Regions from separate parts of the Xenopus laevis genome. Here region 1 is linked to region 2. Evidence: chromatin contacts called from public Hi-C data. All regions are on one chromosome and are shown on one strand. Each heading gives the region's core, a stretch centred on a gene start, on an enhancer-like site or on the middle of the called end of the contact. The rest is flanking DNA. Distances are from core to core; before and after follow the strand shown. Region 1 overlaps tsen15.S (tRNA-splicing endonuclease subunit Sen15). Region 2 holds the start of apobec4.S (putative C->U-editing enzyme APOBEC-4).

Region 1 (3,047 bases), core at 362-2,861, 68 kb after region 2:
AAATGTAGTTGGTGCAAAATTGTCGTCATCGATTCTGGATCAACGCTGCGACAATTCTATCTCTTACCTTATTTTTGTTGCATGCGTTTTGTCACAGCGCATCGGATCGCGCCAAAATCGTTCATGTAGTCCTAGCCTATGAGGGATATAAATGAGCTGGAGAGAGTGCAGAGACATGCAACTAAATTGGTTAGAGGGATGGAAGACTTATATTATGAGGGTAGACTGTCAAGGTTGGGGTTGTTTTCTCTGAAAAAAAAAAGGTGCTTGCGAGGGGACATGATTACACTTTACAAGTACATTAGAGGACATTATAGACAAATAGCAGGGGACCTTTTTACCCATAAAGTGGATCACCGTACCAGAGGCCACCCCTTAAGACTTGAAGAAAAGAACTTTCATTTGAAGCAACGTAGGTGGTTCTTCACACTCGGGACAGTGAGGTTGTGGAATGCACTGCCGGGTGATGTTGTGATGGCTAATTCAGTTAATGCCTTTAAGAATGGCTTGGATGATTTTTTGGACATACATGATATCAAAGGTTATTGTGATACTCTATAGTTATTATAGATATTCGCATATATAATTTATGTGAAAGTATGGAGGGGTGTGTGTATGGATGCTGGGTTTCCATTTGGAGGGGTTGAACTTGATGGACTTTGACTTTTTTCAACCTGATTTAACTATATAGAAGTTGCATTAACTATATAATGGCTCTGTCAGGAGTGTATTTAGTAGAGTGGATACATAAGGGCCTGTAGTTTTGCTATTCATATCGACCAATGGCCGCGGGTCCAAGGATAAAGTGCATTTATCAGGCTCCCTTTGCTTTGAGCCATCCGAGTTTGGGAATTACTGGGTTGTCCATGTACATTAGAAATAGAAAAACTCTGGCACTCAAGGCAAGTGAAATGCAGGGTTCCCCCTTGCATGTCTTCACAAGAAATAAAAAGCAAGGGGAAACCCTGCATTTCACTTGCCTTGAGTGCCAGAGTTTTTCTATTTCTACTATATATTGGGGGTTGCCGTACTCTCTACCCTGTGCACCAGGCGTTCTCTGTGAAGATACCAGAGTGTGCTCTGCTTCACCTTGTTCTTGTCCATGTACATGCCACACAGACCAGTAAAGGTCATGGGAACACCTGATAGTCAGTCTTGATAAAGTCCTTGGGATCTGATTCTATCCCACTACTGTCTGAACTACTGACCAAGGAGTCATAACACAGGTGCTTCTTCCTGCTTCCTTTATGATCTGTATCTCACACCAGAAGTAGCATGCAGTTATAGTTTAATAAGTTGCTACTACCAGAAGTGACCGACTCTTGCTTTTTAGCAAGAATACAAACACCAAGAGCATGGCCAGCCCAGTTTTATATATTCAGTTCTACTATAGTTCAAACTACACTCACAGATTGTCCAGTTGCAAGATAATGAAACCCTTCACATGGTTTGCTCTGTTTGTTAAAATTCCTTTAATATTTTCTTTTTTGTTTAATGAACATATGCAGAGCAGTATAGTGACTGAGAGTGTGGAAGTAGTGAGGCCAGATCTCAGAGACAGTTGCTAGGTGGGGCAGGCTCAAATTCTAAAGAAGGGAAGGGTATGTGAGGGCCTAGGGGAACTGTAGTTGCAGCTGTTGGGAGGGGTAATAGTACAGGCAAGGGAAAGACTGCTCTGTATGGGGGAATAAAAAGGCAAGAATGCTTATTGTGTAGATGTGGAGAAGAAGAGGTTAAGACTGGTGAATTTCCTCTTACTCTGTAGTGAAACACATACGTGGGAAACAATAATAACATGCCTGGTTAGTTTCTATTGAATTTCTGAATCATTGTCTTTTGTACCAGCAGTGCTGTGTAATAGAATTTTTATTTTGCATCTGAAATTTACGTGTGTGCTCCAAACAGCAGAACAATTAGAACAAATCACTAGTATTCCATTAGGTGTGGTATCAACAAAATGGCACTTGTAACAAGTTTTGAGCTAGTGGTTCTTGCTATTCTTCGTGTTGACAACTGTCACATCCGTGCAATTACATACCAAAATGAACCTACCATTGGCAGCTAACTGTGACATCTCACGCTCACTTGCATGTGAGGGGGTTATGCTGTTCCAGGTGCAGTGTGCACGCACATCTCATCTTGTTGACAAACAAACTGATTCCTGCAATTAATATGCAATGCAACTAGGTGCACATTTCAGCTGAGAACTGCTCCAGGAAGGGCTCAATATCAAATTGTATGCAACCAGCGCTGCAAAATATGTTGCCGCTCTATAAATACATGTTAATAATAATAACCAATTGCAGGTTAGCAAAGTGTGCATTTAGAAAGGTTCCTACAGAATGACTGAAGATAAGAGAGTTGCTTTTGATGTCAGTGTACCCTGTAAGAACCTGTAATTCTACTACTGAAGAATAATAGTTCATGTTGCATTCATTTCAGAGCCTCCCTCAAAAAAATCCAATATTCCTAAAATACATCAATGTACTGTGGAGACACAGTTTTATACTTATATAGCCTATACAGAGTAATATTTACTGCTTTTAACAATGACCCCACAGGATCCAGTCCCTGGCACATATAAGTAATTGAGACAGTTTATCCTTTCTTTTGATATATTGGAATGACCTGCTGTCATTTTCTCTCTTTTTGATTTTAAATTTCTTTTTAAGAAACATATAAAAGAATAAACAAATGCTTCAGTTACATATTATGATACAGTAGTAGTGAATGTATTAAACAAGAAAATGAAATATGGGGGAGTAGGGATGAAATATAAACTTGAAGAAAACAAATAAATGAGTAAACAAACAGACAAATAGGTCACCGGGTTTGACATGGTTTGACTTCCTTAATGGAATGGTATAAAGCCACATATATGTGATCACTCTGTGTGCAATTTTATAATGTGTTATTGCATAAACACATATTGAATTTGTACAATTGCTAGTCACAGTGTATCAATGAAAGGGAGATGTCTTTCTGCTGTTAATCCCTAACCATTCCTTAACATTCCTAATATCATGCTGCCACTCCAACTTTGTACA
Region 2 (3,172 bases), core at 178-2,677:
TAATTAATCCTTAATGGAGGCAAAAAAACAGCTGATTGGCCTTATTTGATGTTTAAATGATTTTCTAGTAAACTTAAGGTTTGGAAAGATCTGTTATCCGGAAATCCCCAGGCCCCAAACATTCTGGATTGGTCCCATACCTATATATAAATATATATATTTATACCTATTTTTAAATATGTAAAAAAAATAAAAGTTTTAACCTTAAACGTACCCAGTGTGCATCTATGATTTTTTGGATTTGTTTAGATTTATATATATATATATATATATATATATATATATATATATATATATATATATATATATATATATATATATTTTTTTTTTTTAATCTAAACAAGAGCCTATGTTCTATGGAAGTTGTTTGATATGCACTTCTGCTAAAATACATTAATAGATATAATTTTCTAATTATTATCAATTATTTGTACCCATGAAACATTCCGATTACATACAAACACTGCCTGAAACAGGAAGGTCACGGTCATTAGAGCTTACACTAACATTGTCTCCAGGTACCAATGCCCTACCCTCTTTATTAAATATTCCTATTTTATAACCCACAGTGAAATGTAATAATGGACTGAGCTAAGGATATAAGGAGGCAAGAATTGCAGGAAATCAAAGAAATTTCATTGGTTGGATCTAACTATGTAACTGAAACGATTGTTAATCCCAATTTCACAGTAACTTGTGTGGTTTGTTAAGAATGTTTTGCAATTAAAAAGTACAAAAAACACTTACCATGCTTGACGGAGAAAGCGCTTGGAAATGGTTAGTTCCTAGGGTTTGATATGAGGAAAGGATCTCACAGGGCATGACTATACTGTATTTACAATACAAAGCAATATCAAATGGTTGCTAAGTCGTTTGTACATACAAGCCTAAGGTGAGGCGTGGCCCAATTGTCTTGCGAGTCACATTTCTTATTTCCACATTACGCCGTAGCTATAAACTAATGATGTGCCAAATGGAGTTGTAATCTTACAGGCAAATAACATTTGCAAACATTACACAATGCACCTAGTTTGACTTTCTCAGCAGCAACATTTCTGTAGCACTGCTCCCTTTTCCCTCTATTCACTGCTGGAGGGATTTCCACTGGAATGCGCATCCCCAGGCCAGCACAGGCGAGCAGACATTCATTTATTAGGCTTTGAAGTGTTCTTTACCTTTTAGCTTCTGCCCCATAATTATCACACTGGATTAGCAGTGAAGGAGAGGCTTTAGGGATAGTAAATTCAATTATTATAAAGCAATGGCTCTTTTGTGATTCAGGTCCCAGTAATAATTATAGACACATAACTCATGTGATTGTGTAATTTATTATGTAAAAAAAGTTCAGATCCTTGCCCTAGTGAAATGCATTGTCCAAATTCTTTCTTTCTTTCTTTCTTTCTTTCTTTCTTTCTTTCTTTCTTTCTTTCTTTCTTTCTTCCCTCCTCCTTTTTAAGGGCTTTTGAAGGGGTTGTTCATCTATAATTAACTTTAAGTATGATTTAGTGAGTTATATTCTGAGACTCTTTACAATTGGTCTTTGATTTTTTTTGTGTGTTTATTTTAATTATTTAGCTTTTTGTTCAAAAGCTCTCCAGTTTGCAATTGCAATTGGCCTAGGTTTTAGGAGTAGCCATTTCATCTTAGAGGTAAGAGATGATGTTATAATCCATTTCATTTTATCTTATTTATGCTGAATAGTGATGGGCGAATTTGGGGCGTTTCACCGAAAAATTAGGCGAAAAATTATCGAAACGGTGCTAGCGTCTCGTTTTTTATCGAAACGGACGCTGGTGCAAATTTGCTGGCGAAAATGCGCCGGCCTCCAGAAAAAACTATTTTTTTAGCGGAGGTTTCCCGAATTTATTCACCGGCGGCGAATCTTGGGAATTCGCGCCCGGCGAATAAATTCGCCCATCACTAATGCTGAACTGAAATGATAGAATTTCGGATTGAGTTTGTTGGCCAAGAGTGCAAGTCAATGACAATGCAGGGCATTTCATCAAAATTAAGCTACATGAAGCATCTTCTTGTGACTCCTACAGACTGGGCTCTGCCAATTTAGAAGTTTTCCTGCAGCAGGTCAGGGTTGGACATCCTCTGGCCCAAAAAATGCACTCTGTTTCTTGCTTCAGTGTATCCTCAGCCTATTATTGCATTTCCACTGTGGGTTATGAAGCATGACAGCATTGTCATCTATTCTAGAGAATAAAAAATGATACACTGTAGTCTCTAAAGAGCAGGGCCTTCCTATATTGGGCAGTATTTGTAAGTAAACTATAACTCTTAGCAGCTTGTGACAACCTTCCGTTAGTTTGATTCCAAATTAACTTTTAATTAAACTGTTATTAAACATTAAACTGTGAATTTCATTTGCAAATAGGCCACTACTAATAAATGGAGATTCAGGAATAGGTGCAAAATTGCTCCAGTGTAGTTACCCATAGCAGCAAGACCTTCACTTTTAACTTGTAGTAGATTTCTTTTTGATTACGGTTGGTAACTGCACTGGTGAATTTTAACAACATGTTAGTACACAAGCCAACAAAATCTACCAGAATGTACTGAACCTGTATTAAATGTATATGTACAGTTTATCAGGCTTATTATATTGATGCAACATTTTCTCTGCATATCTGCACTTTTTCCTATAATTCAATCATAATTGTAGCCACAAGGTGGAGCTGTGTCAGCATGATTTTCATTGTCGGGAAGTTGCCATTTCCGGTGTTTGGCATCAAAACCACATTTGTGCTTTATTCTTTAGGTGCAAGTTCATTGCATCTATCGACACAGGTGGCCTTGGGCACCCTGGAGGTACCATCCCCTTTAAGATGGCTGTAGCTCCAAGTTTCACCTGTGTCAATAGGTGCACATAATAATTTATCAAATGTGCACGGCATACCTCCCAACATTTTGGAAGTAAAAAGAGGGACAAAAATTTTTTTCCCGCACGTAGCGCAGCAATTTTTTGACCACACCCCTTTCTGTGGCCACACCCCTAATTACCATGTTTGTTTTACAAAATTTGGCAGGTTATGAAAGTTTGAAAACATTTCTCCTTATCTAAACTGTGTTTTTGTGTCTCAAAATTGTGGCAAAGTATCTTATTTGCACCCGTTAGCTGTTCTGTGCTCTCTGCTAAAAGCCAATTAAGTGAGAAACTGTTTCT

What was found. A called contact is a pair of places that touch in the nucleus more often than the background predicts.
Region 1: a Hi-C map of the XL177 cell line shows a contact between it and region 2, with 2.6 times the contacts expected there. The contact joins the enhancer-like site here to the promoter of apobec4.S in region 2. A contact is called at or near these places in 3 of 4 Hi-C or Micro-C datasets (the XL177 cell line, the XTC cell line and animal cap).

The regions. Positions count from the first base shown.
Region 1 is chr4S:98,947,105-98,950,151 of Xenopus_laevis_v10.1, forward strand. All of the region lies in intron 2 of tsen15.S (tRNA-splicing endonuclease subunit Sen15), which reads left to right. Among protein-coding and RNA genes, the nearest start is that of tsen15.S, 6.5 kb to the left of the region's middle. Within about 2 kb of position 1,612, at least 1 of the 7 cell types and tissues checked has an H3K27ac peak or open chromatin away from gene starts, as enhancers often do.
Region 2 is chr4S:98,879,163-98,882,334 of Xenopus_laevis_v10.1, forward strand. It overlaps apobec4.S (putative C->U-editing enzyme APOBEC-4), which reads right to left and starts at 1,428. Exons shown (of 2, transcript XM_041561619.1): 1 at 748-1,428.